Regions from separate parts of the Mus musculus genome. Here region 2 is linked to region 1. Evidence: chromatin contacts called from public HiChIP or PLAC-seq data. All regions are on one chromosome and are shown on one strand. The core of a region is the stretch at or near the end of the contact, and the rest is flanking DNA. Distances in the headings are between cores, read along the strand shown. Region 1 has its middle 62 kb from the start of Gm39458. Region 2 overlaps Ctnnb1 (catenin (cadherin associated protein), beta 1).

The links. HiChIP or PLAC-seq counts read pairs in DNA pulled down with a chosen protein or histone mark.
Region 2: an H3K27ac HiChIP or PLAC-seq map of trophoblast stem cells shows a contact between it and region 1, with 4 times the contacts expected there. The contact joins two enhancer-like sites. A contact is called at or near these places in 1 of 484 Hi-C or Micro-C datasets (bone marrow-derived macrophages), 2 of 115 datasets of contacts at active chromatin or transcription factors (embryonic stem cells and trophoblast stem cells) and 2 of 9 other capture datasets (adipose tissue and pancreatic islet).

The regions. Positions count from the first base shown.
Region 1 is chr9:120,734,823-120,740,787 of GRCm38.p6, reverse strand. No RefSeq gene overlaps it. Among named protein-coding and RNA genes, the nearest start is that of Gm39458, 62 kb to the right of the region's middle. Within about 2 kb of position 1,302, at least 178 of the 459 cell types and tissues checked have an H3K27ac peak or open chromatin away from gene starts, as enhancers often do. A contact at or near this core is called in trophoblast stem cells, where this site is marked.
Region 2 is chr9:120,958,925-120,964,520 of GRCm38.p6, reverse strand. It overlaps Ctnnb1 (catenin (cadherin associated protein), beta 1), which reads right to left. Exons shown (of 15, transcript NM_007614.3): 15 at 4,014-5,212. The coding sequence ends at 5,004. It overlaps Ulk4 (unc-51-like kinase 4), which reads left to right. Exons shown (of 37, transcript NM_177589.3): 37 at 1-67. Among named protein-coding and RNA genes, the nearest start is that of Mir7090, 6.6 kb to the right of the region's middle. Within about 2 kb of position 2,395, at least 97 of the 459 cell types and tissues checked have an H3K27ac peak or open chromatin away from gene starts, as enhancers often do. A contact at or near this core is called in trophoblast stem cells, where this site is marked.

The DNA.
Region 1 (5,965 bases), core at 53-2,552:
CAGTTTGTTTTTCTTTTTTTTATTATTTCCTGTGTATGTGTATACATGTGTGTGCTTGTTTGCATGTATGTATGCATATGTATGCATGTATGTATGCATATGTATGCATGAATGCCAGAGGCCAGCATCCCAGATGTCTTTCTCAAATGACATCCATCTTTACTTTTGGAGACAAGGTCTCTCTTTGAACTGAAAGTTCACCAATTTCAGCAAGACTGGCTGTCCAGGAGGGTCCTGGACTGCTCCTGTGTCAGCCCTGCCCCTTCAGCACGGGGATTACAGATGTTCGCTTCTGTGCCTGATTTTTGGAGGCTGACCTCAAGTCTTTAGGCTTGCACAGGAGATACTTAACTGCTATCTCCCTCACCCTCAGCCCTAATTATGAGCTGAGAATCTGGAGCCAGCAAGGAAATGGGGCCACTGAGTAGTAGGAGGGAATGCCTGTGCTGTGTACTGTAGATAGGGTCCCACCTGACTGGAACTTTGCTTTGATTGGAGGTCCTCTTGTGACTCCAGAGAGAGGCTGACTGCAGATCAAACTTCTAAGATAGGGAGGTCTGGACAGACAATCTGCTGATTCGATGCCATGTGGGGTTTGAAAGCTCTGCTCCAGCTACAGGCCCAGGTTATCTCCCAATTCGGAGGTTTCCCTACTCCTATCAGAGGGGCTACAGCAGTTGAAGGGGATGATTGCAGCCACAGAAAGGAGGAGTTTTTAACGGACACTTGCTTCACAATTCCCTAAGCCCTGGGGGCCCTGGCCCTCCACGGAGCAGAGCTTTATTTACCTTTCTGTTTCATGATGGAGAAAACATCCCTGTGCCAGCTCTCCACCCTCCAGACCCAGTCAGACTGCGGTGGTGGGAAATCTCTGGGGAAGCTGGCTTTGCAACTGTGAAGGAATGCCTTTGTGAGAGAGGATCCTGCCCTGTGCACAGGCCAAAGGGGCTGCAGAGTGGAATTTTCTCTCTTCCCCTTTCTGGCAGGCAGACAGACCCTGTCTTCAAAGTTCGCAGGAAAGGTATGTTTTGACAAGCACACACATACTGCTTCAGAAAAGCCACAGAGGCAACGCCTTTGTTGCCCCAGAGCCCACTCCCTTCCACGCAGGAGGTGAAGCCCTTTCAGAAGCCGCATAATGGAAACCGAGCCTGAGTTTGCTTGTACTGTTTCCCCGAAAGTACATAACTTCCATTCTGTGGTTCCACACAGCACATTCGCCCTCCTCACAAATGCAAACCCTGGCAAGGCTGTTTGTCCAGCCAGCCCGGGACTGGCAGGGAACACGAAGTTTGGCAGGACTCATGAGGCGTCTTTCTGTAGGGCTTTGGTTTCCTGGTCAGTTGAAGCTAGTCCAGTTATTGTCCCAGTGTTCTGCCAGATAAAACATGGGGGAGGGGGGCTTTTCTAGAAGCCTGGCCTTGTGACTGTGGGATGTGAGGAGGGATCATGAGCTGAGCAGAGAAGTAGGAACTCAGGCCAAGGCCCAGGAGTTCTCTTCTCCAGCACGGGCTCTGACTCTGCTCTCTGGAATGTAGACCTATGCCTGACTCACGGCTGGCGCTGAAATTACCTTCACCTTCACACAAGGCTGTACCCTGTAATAGTAGTCCCTCTCAGGGACATGGGGTTAGCATGGTCAACAAATGAATCCCACCTGTAATATAAAGAGATCTAGCATATTTGGAGCCCTGGGTTCGAATCTCAACAATGCATAAACTGTGTAGTGGCTCATGTCTGTAGTCCTAGCACATGGGAGGTAGAGGCAGATGGATCAGGAGTTCAAGACTATCCTTGGCTATGTAGGAAGCTCAAGGGCAGCCTGGGGTGCATGAGACCCTGACCAGAAGCAAATAAATGAAAGAACAGAGAGAGAAAAGCAGCCCATGCAGAGAACCACCCAGGAGCAAACATGAGGTCCAGATCAAGAAAGACAGACCCTGTCCCCTCCCAGCAGGATGGAGAAAGACCCTGTCCCCTCCCAGCAGGTCCCCTGGGCTGCCTTCCACAGTTCTCTGACTTACAGCCACTGGTTAAGAGTCACTGAAACACTGTTTCCAGAACGTTCTCTTTAAACATACATTGTAAATTCTCAAGAGAAGCCAGGGTGGGTTTCTGTTTTGGGACCTTCCATAGAGTAAAGGACCTCGTCCCATCCTAGATTGGCTACATTCTCATGGCTGAGCAGGGGTGCTAAACCCTGAAGCTAGTGGTGACTGATACTTAAAAGTTTGTAGATTCTGTCTCCCTGGACATCACAGCAGCTATTGGATATGGGATCCCAGGGCCCGAATGTGATTTTGTAGATGTGAGAAATGCTGGAAACTCAGGGCTCATTAAACATCAGTGCACAATATTGTTGGGCTTTTTGTTGTTGCTGCTGTTATAAACAACATCTTTGAAAACCTTATACAAATACCTGTATTCAGCCCTGCAGAGGTTGTGGGCAGGAACTTGGTTTCCTTGGAGGTGAAAAGGAGCTACCTGCTGTGGATGTGACAGATCCTCCAGTCTGCCCCAGCATCTGCAGTCTGACCTAGCCAGGCTGCTCCTAACCAATCTTTTCTCTCCCTAGTCATGTGGCTCAGAAATCATTCCCAGCTTTCCCCAGGGACACACACACTGCTGGCCTCCTGTCTATAAACTCCTCCCCTCTTTGAGAAATCTTACTGCCTCTTATCTGTACAGCTCCAGCTGGCTGGTTGAGCTAAGAGCAGAGAGGTCACTCTCTGAATAGATTATGTAGTTCAGTCTTGAGTAGATCGAGGCTCCTGTGTAGTGGGTTTGTGGCCCACCACCCTACCACACCTATCCAAGTCACAACAGCAGGAATTGGACACTGAATATTCCTGAGTCTATATGCCTATGAAGGCCAACTTTATACACTTATATAGTTGTAGATATGTACGTGTGTATGTGTGTGTGTGTGTGTGTGTGTGTGTATACCACATAAAGCCACAATAGCACTACCCCATTATTTTTATTTGTTGTTTATTTGTTTGTTTTTCTAGACAAGGTTTCTCTGTGTAGCCCTGGCTGTTCTGTAACTCCCTCTGTAGACCAAGCTGGCCTCAAACTCAGAGATCTGCCTGCTTCTGCCTCCACAGTGCTGGGATTAAAGGTCAGGGCCACCACAGCCACCACCACAGCCCGGCTCAATGCTACTCCATTCATATCATGGTTATTTTTAGCTCCCTGAGGTCATCCATGTGCAGATTTAAATTCAAAGATTCTTATCCTTATTTAGACAGGTTTTTGAACCAATCACAAAACAGCTCTTTCCTGTATGCTTTTATCTTCCCATGTAGTATTTCTCAGATAATTTCCCCTTAAAAACAAACAAACAAGACAAGACAAGGCTACCCTGGGAGACCTTTCCCTGCTGCTAAACTGTGTTAGCCGCTTTTCTCCTGGCTGAGACCAAATGCCTGAAAAGCACAGGAAGAGAGGAAGGGTTTACTCTGACCCACCGTTGAGAAAATACAGTCTTCTGTGTGGATAAGGAGGCACGCAGCAGCTGTGGGGTCTGACTGGTCACATTGCATCCACAGTCAGGAGGTAGACAGGACAGGAAGTGGGGCCAGGATAAGAATACTGGCTAAAAAAAAATTGTTTTTTTTAAATATATAAAGGATGAAATTTATCCTTGGATATCCTGTTCCGAGTTTTTCTCCAAGTTATACATACACAAAGGAAACAAAACCAATCCGTTCTCCCTCCCTAAAGCTCTCTGTCTCTGACACTTTGAGAACTCATGCCAGGGTACTCTTTTCAAACTTTGTTTGTTTGGGTTTTGCTTGCTTGTTTGTTTGTTTGTATTTTTAAATTAATGAGCAGTAAGACCCCTGGAACATTCAATTGCTAAAACTTTGCATAAAATGATGGGGTCAAAGCCTTAAATGGAGTGTTTCATGAAAACTTCAGTAATAAATTTTAAAAGTTTGAAGAAATCTTCACTCTATCCTCCTAGAAAAATCAGACGCTCTGGGGCTGCAGAAATGGCTAGGTGGTTATGAGCACCTGCTGCTCTTGCAGAGGACCAGGGTTCAATTTCCAGCACCCACATGGCAGCTCACAGCTGTCTGTAACTCCAGCTCTCAAGTTTTAGGAAGTCTGATGTTCTCTTCTGGCCTCCAAGAACACTTACTGCAAACGCACGGTAAACAAACAGACAGGAAGGCACACACATACACATGTGCACATAAAAGAAGGCACACACATACACATGTGCACATAAAAGCAAACAAGATTATATTTAAAAAAAAACCAGAAGCTCTGAAAGGTTTGTTGCTAGGGATGAGGACAGAGCAAAGACCCAAAGCTTTTGCTCAGCACTGTGTTCTCCCTGTCGGAAACTTCTCTTGTCACTAACCCCGCTCCTCTACAACAGTGGTCTCTGTCCTCTTGAGAACAGATTGGCCTCTGCCCGTACTGCCACCTTCATTTTCAGCAGAGACTGGAGACACAGCTTTTCTCCAAGGAGCCCTTTTTGGTGCTGTCTGACCTGCAGCGTGTCCTCTCGGTTTACAGAGCAAGTGATCTTAGTTGCTGCAAATCCTACTGTGCAGTGTGATCACTCCTTCTGCAGAAATGCTCCTGAGAGCTTGGCCTTACCTTGCTGCTCTGCAGGCGCTGGGTAATTAGATCTAGGTTTGCCATATCAACCCTGGCTGCTCAGTGAGGGTGGGTGGCCAGGGGGACAACTGTCTCTTCTGTGACACTGCTGGCATTTGGGGAAGAGACTGAATAACAGTTAAATAGATGCTAGATATAGAGCTAACCTGTCCCCACACTGTCCACCTAAGGTCCATAGCAACATTTGACTCAGAGGGGCATCTTCATGGGGGTTCTTGGGATCCGTGGAGTATCTCGGGCTGACATCGTGGCTTCATGGTCTTAGGGTGTGACCCTGACTGACCCGTTGAACCCCAAGCATCTGACCCATTTAAACATGACACTCTTTATAAACTGGCATCTCTATGTTGTATTTCTTCTCTCTGGCTGCAAGGAGAAAGTCTTCTCTCTCTCCTGACATGAAAACAGGAGCAGGGAAGGAGGCTACTGCAAGCAATGGACAGCAGCCATGGGCTAGGTAGGTCCTCTGCTCTCGAAGCCACCAGCATGACTTGGTAGGGCTTGCTGCCCATCTCACTGCAAATGTACTCAGCTCACCTACGATGTCTCCGACATCCCTCTGAGTATAGGGGAGTGGTGGCTGTGGGAAGGGGGATGTTATGTCACAAGCAAGCCAACTATCATTTGGAGCCTTTTCAAGGTTCCCCCTTTCCTTATCTCCCTGCCCTTTCTGCTGCTGCTGTCACCGGGATGCCAGCGTCCAAATTGGCACAGGGCCCCAACCCAAGCAAGCAACAGCTGCATTGACAGCCCGATGAGTGACCCACCCTGGGGACCCACTGTGGGACCCTCAGCTGTCACCTTCCTGTGGCCTTCCATTTTCCCCAGTGGCAGAAAGCAGGAAACAGCAGCTGGTCCCCTGTTTACAAGGTCAGGTAAACACAGGGAGACAGACAGCTCTCCGTCTCCCCTTGGACTCCCGCATCTTAACTTAGCCCCAAGCCAAGGACTAAATCCAGCCACAAGTGCAATTCCAATGGAGGGCGGTGAGCCTGAAAAGCAGCATTATCTGCTGTGAGGTAACAGTGGGTGCCTGTGAAGGACACGGAGTTAAATTGGAAGGGAATTTGAATGACAAGCTGGCATGATGTCCATCTCCCTAATGATGGGAGAAGTCACTGGGAAGGCAAAAACTGCCAGGCCCAGATCTGGGTTTAAAAGCTTCCTCGTGGTTTCGAGTCACCAGCTTAGCTCAATGTCTAAAACAAAGAGAATGAATTATGGAACAGAACGAGGGGCCCTTGTTAATTTTCCTACTGATCCCTGTGAAGTGAAGCGAGCGCTTTATTCTAGGGGTGACGTCTCTCCCAGGCTCTCTCTGGAGAGGCGC
Region 2 (5,596 bases), core at 1,146-3,645, 220 kb before region 1:
TGGTCAGATCCCACACCATCCTTTCTCACCAGTCTCAAGTGGAGCTAATAAAATCAATGGGCCAGAACCTCATGTGTCAAACCCTCTCACTGACTGACCTATTCCTCTCTATGTGGAGGTCAAGTGGCCTCCACTCAGGTGAGCCACAGCCCTTAGCAGCAGCTAGGGAGCAGGCCTGTCTAAGCCCCACTTTCCTCTGGTGTTGCATGGCCACTTCCTTTTCAAGGACAGAGAATTCCAAGAATCCTAGGGAGGCCTGGGTGAGACTTGCACGCACAGCAAGTTCAGTTTGCATGCAGGAGTGCAGGACACTAGAGTCCAGCAGTTGTGGGGATGCTGGTGTCAGGGCACATTTGCTTCTCCCAACTGGCCCTCATTCCTTACAATCTATGCCATGTGCCAAGTGACAATTCTGGGGAGGAGTGTGCACACATGAGCCATGTCCAGAAGCAGCTGGCCCAGGTTGGGCCAGTGGGCAGAGGGCCCCTTCTGTAGTAGGGAAGCTGGTCCTACTGCTAGCAGCAGCCTTGCCTTGACACGGACACGGTGATATGGAGAGCCTGCCAGCTCCCATTTAGCCCCATGATGAAAACAGCCATACCATGCCCAACCAACCGCAAAGGCCTCAGCTTCCTGGGCCAGGCAGGCCCTCCTCTTGCCTACAAGGCCCCTTGGTATGACTGGACTCAGGGCTCCACTGTCCTGAGCAGGAATTGGATGAGGTGACAGACACAGAAGCACTAAGGATTCCATGCAGCTAAGAGTGGTCTTTCACCAAGCTGTGTGCCCATGTGGACCTGGCCTGGCTGCATTATGCAGTGATTGTGGCTAAGTGTCCTAAGGAAGCAGGTTCGGGTCTTAGCTCCCCTTTCTGCCCAGTGCTTGAGTTCTGGAATCTTGCTAGAAGCTGCTTCAAAACAACAAGACATTCCTCTTCCTCTCCCCTTTTCAGAAGAACATAGAACAATCTAAACCAGGAAGGCTTTAACATTCCAGGACATTCTGCCAGGTGATTTTACAGGCAAGGGGCCTGGGGTGTGAAGCAGGGTTGCTGTCTTGCTAGACACTAGGCCTGGCAGCCACCGCCCACGCCTCCCATTCCCTGCTTCTCCCACTCAAGGTGATATGGCTTGCTCCCCAAGCTTATAAACTACTGTGGAATAGATGAACACACTGGCTAGTGGGGGGAAGGAGGCAAGCACAGCTCCTCCTCTGCCCCGCCTCCCTGCCCTGTGCTGGCCCAGGCTCCAGCCTGCACTGCAGCCTCACTCCCTAACTCCAGCAGCCACTAAGCACACCAGGCACAGACAGAAGCAGAGCACCAGGCAGGCGGCTGGCCCCAGCTCAAGCCTTTGCCCTAAACCATAGCCTGAAAGTAGGGGCTGGTTGTGCTGCCCTCAAGAAATACCAGAAAGTAAGTGGCCACAGCTGCCCTGAGGATACCTAGGTAGCTGTGGTGGCCATCTTTTGTTTTCTGTGTGCACTCACAGACTCCGGGGACCCTGGGCTGGCATATCCTGTGCTCTATTCCAGCAGAGAGCTGCTGCACAAGGTGAGTGGAGGGTTTGCTCCCCCATCCCAGCCAGCTCACAAACGGCCTTTACTCCCTTCCCCAGACACTGAAAAACCAGCCACAGTCCGGGTGGCTCAGCTGTGGTAACCTCAAAGGCAGCACAAGAAGGCAAAGAATCATTGGCCTCTTGTGACTTTCTTGGTCATATGGTTGGCCTAGGCAGAAGCTTGGGACCCCAGTGGTAGAGGATGTGACTAGCAGCTTTAACCAAGAGGCAACAGGCCCAGAATCACAGATGCTACTCAACCTTGTGCAGCAGGTAGTCTCTTTGTTTTTGTAGTGGCTCTGTTCAAGACCCCATATGCCCCAAGGGCAGCAGCCATGTTCTACTTTTCTATTGATGCACTCAGCCACACTGGAGTCTTTTACTGAATGCTCACTAAAATGGCCATGTGACAGCTTATTTAGCTGTTGGGAGTTTCTATTACCCACAATGCTCTGCCTTTGACAGCACCTCAAGCTCTTGAGAATATCTGGCTTACAGTCTGCTGGCCCCACCCCAAACAGACACAGGGTGTGGTTTCTATTGTTCATGAAGATCTCTTGGAAATACAAATGGCACTCTTCCCAGTCTAAGAGGTCTTTGCCTCTCCTTTTGAAAAATTGTGTGCCTGTCCACCCCAGTGCACTGCTCTCTGGGGTCCGTTGCCTTCCACTTTGTGAAGACAGTGCCTTTTTAAAAACACAATCTCACTTTCATTTACTGGGTACCACTGCTGCTTGTGGAATGGGGAAGTTGGCTTCCCCTCTGCTACCTGGATCAACTCTGACCCGCTGAGTCATCTCACCAGCCTGAGGCAGGGTTTCTCTTGCCACATCTGGCTTTTTAAAAATACAGGCTCCAGAACTCCAACTAGGATGACCAGGTTTTCGCCTGCTGAGCCAGCCCTCTCTGGGGCTGCTTGCTTGGCCTCACCACTGACTGAAGAGACCTATAACTTCTTCTAATGTTGGCAGTTGAGGAGTCAGGGGTAGGAGAATGGACAGACCACATTCCACAATGCTGCCTTCTCCTTCAGATCTCACCAGTTTATAATTGTACTCAGGATACTACTTTCAGGAGGCAGTGTGGTAGAAGATCTCTCTCTAGAGAACAGACAGCCATCAGACCTGTCAGATCAAGAGCAGCTGCTTATCTTGCCAGCACCTTTCACTATCAGGACCCAGATCAAAGTACCTCATCTGTGCCCTTGGCGTGGTGGCTGCTGCAGAGGAAGGAGTCAGGTGTCTAGCTCCCAAGGACAGCTCAAAACTGGAGCTGCAGTCAGAAAGCTGCTCTGGAAGCCCCATCTTCCCTTCCCTTCACCTGCACCTGTGTCAGAACCAGGACAGCTGCTTAGGAGCTCCCACCTACAGCATTGCTTCAGACGTGTGGGTGCCTGCCAGCATCCTGTGCACCTCACCCCTCCAGGCATGCCTCTGTGAATGCTGCCCTACCGAGTGTGCTAAAGTGCTAGTAGAGTATGGTGTTTGCTTTCCTACAAGCCTCCAACCACTGCCCGTGAGGCATGCCTACATCTCAGACAGCACCCATCTGCACTTCTGTCCCTTTGCCACCTCTGCAGGTAGGACTTGGCTCTGTATCATCCTTGTGCTTCTAGGTATTCCAGAACTACCACCATACGGAATACCCTGCTGCGGTCCCTCACATAAAAGGGTGACTGGAGTAAAGCTCTACCCCTGTTAGCCGGACCCCACCAAGGTATCTCTGAGGACTTCCTCACAGGACCCTCTTCCTCCTGTGAATTTAACAGGCACAATCTTAAGACTCAGGAAAGCACAACACAAATTCTCACTTTTTAGAAAACCCAACCACGAGTTGTAACACATCTTTCTTTGTAGGAAATGTGTACAAAGTCTGCTTGACAGACCTACCACCAAAATGACAGATCATCTGGCAGGCCACAGGGAAGGAGCCCATTTTGGTTTTAAGATCAGATAAACACGGTTACTGGTTGAAATGACTAGAAGGGTTGTCCTCTCCAAGTGAGCCTCACTAGCAATGATGTTTAAGTTCAAACCCAGGCAGAGCCTCACTCCTGCAGTGGGACGGCAGCAGCCTAAGGAGGCTTAGTCAGCTTAGTCAGCTCCAGCTCTAGCTGCTGCTCAGTGTAGCACAGAGACTACTGCAGGAAGCCTGCCTGCTCCTGGGCGAGAGGGTGAGCTGAAGGGCTGGTTACACAGGCTTCCTCAGCCCTTTGGTCAGAAGTGCAGTCAGCCAGTGACAATATTCAAGGCCTACAAAGGCTTCCTTCCTGTGGTTTGCCTGGGTTTTGATGTGACACTGCTAAGGGTCACCGAGCACTCCCATCCAGACTTGGTCCTTCTCTACCCAGACAGCCCGGGTACCCCGACAGCGCCCCTTCCTTCCCCTGGGCAAGCTGGGCGCCTTCATCACCCTGAGCAACCATCTCACGACAAACAAACAAAATGACACAAGTGAATGAATTAAAAGTTTAATTCTGAACCATTTCTATAACCGCATCTGTTGAAGCATTGTATCACAGCAGGTTACAACAACTTTGGGATAAAAGGCAACTGGTATACTGTCCAAAACAAGGCTCAAATAACACCTCTTACTGATTTACCCTACCGCACGTATCCCCGATAAAGTTTTTGTTCAAAAACATGAAATAGATCCACCTGCTTATTTTAAGCATATTAAAAAGGAAACTAATCGGACCATTTCTATCTGTCTATTTATACAAAAGGCTACACAATGTTACACGTCTCCAGATTACAATTAGCGTGATTATGAATTAGTGTTCTACACCATTACTCGGTTCTTAGAAATCAGAAATTGCTGTAGCAGGTTCACTAGAACATAACACTACTTAAAAACTAACAGTTACTGCAAAAAATAAAAGCAAGCAAAGTCAGCACCACTACAGATATTAAAACAAAGAACAAGCAAGGCTAGGGTTTGATAACGCCATCTTGTGATCCATTCGTGTGCATTCTTCACTGCGTGAGTCACTCCCCAAATCCATTTGTATTGTTACTCCTCGACCAAAAAGGACCAGAACAAAAAGCGTACTTCGACTGTTCCCATAGGAAACTCAGCTTGGTTAGTGTGTCAGGCACTTTCTGAGATACCAGCCCACCCCTCGAGCCCTCTCAGCAACTCTACAGGCCAATCACAATGCACGTTCAGACACTACAGCTGTATAGAGAGAAAGGCTGCTATTAATGTTGAAAACAGCAAATGTTACTCATCTGAGTATAACGCTGCAAAAGCTGTGGCAAAAACATCAACGTGAGAAACTTCCACACATGAACATCTCCTTCCAAGGTATGTATCTGTTTGGTGGCAGATTTACAAACAGGCCTAAAACCATTCCCACCCTACCAAGTCTTTCTGGAGTTCTGCAGGCAGAGTAAAGTATTCACCCACACTGGCTTTTATAAGCTTTCTTACCTAAAGGACGATTTACAGGTCAGTATCAAACCAGGCCAGCTGATTGCTATCACCTGGGGGCAGCCCATCCATGAGGTCCTGGGCGTGTCCCAGATCAGGCAGCCCATCAACTGGATAGTCAGCACCAGGGTGGTGGCCACCCATCTCATGCTCCATCATAGGGTCCATCCCCAAGGCATCCTGGCCGTATCCACCAGAGTGAAAAGAACGGTAGCTGGGATCTGTAGGAGTCAGGGTGTCCACAAGATGGGCAAAGGAAAGAGGAGAGACTGATTAACTGTGGTAAGGACATCTTGCCAGGAACACTGCTTTCTAGGCTTCTCTTCTAAGTAATTACACAAAGCCAGGCCTCACACAGTTCCTGAGACTATCTACCACACACCAGCAGCAGTGTGCCTTCACACTTGATTCTGATCCCGGCAGAGCATGCAGCAGTGGCAGCAGCTTACTGTGCCTGACCTCCTGAGAATGAAAGTCTGATCTGCCTGTCACAGATCAGATGAGAAGCCAAGGTGTTGCACAGCTCCTTGGATAAAGCCTCTGGGATAGAGTGATGATAGCAACAGCACCTTATGCAGCTCAAATTTGGTAATTTCCCAAAAAAC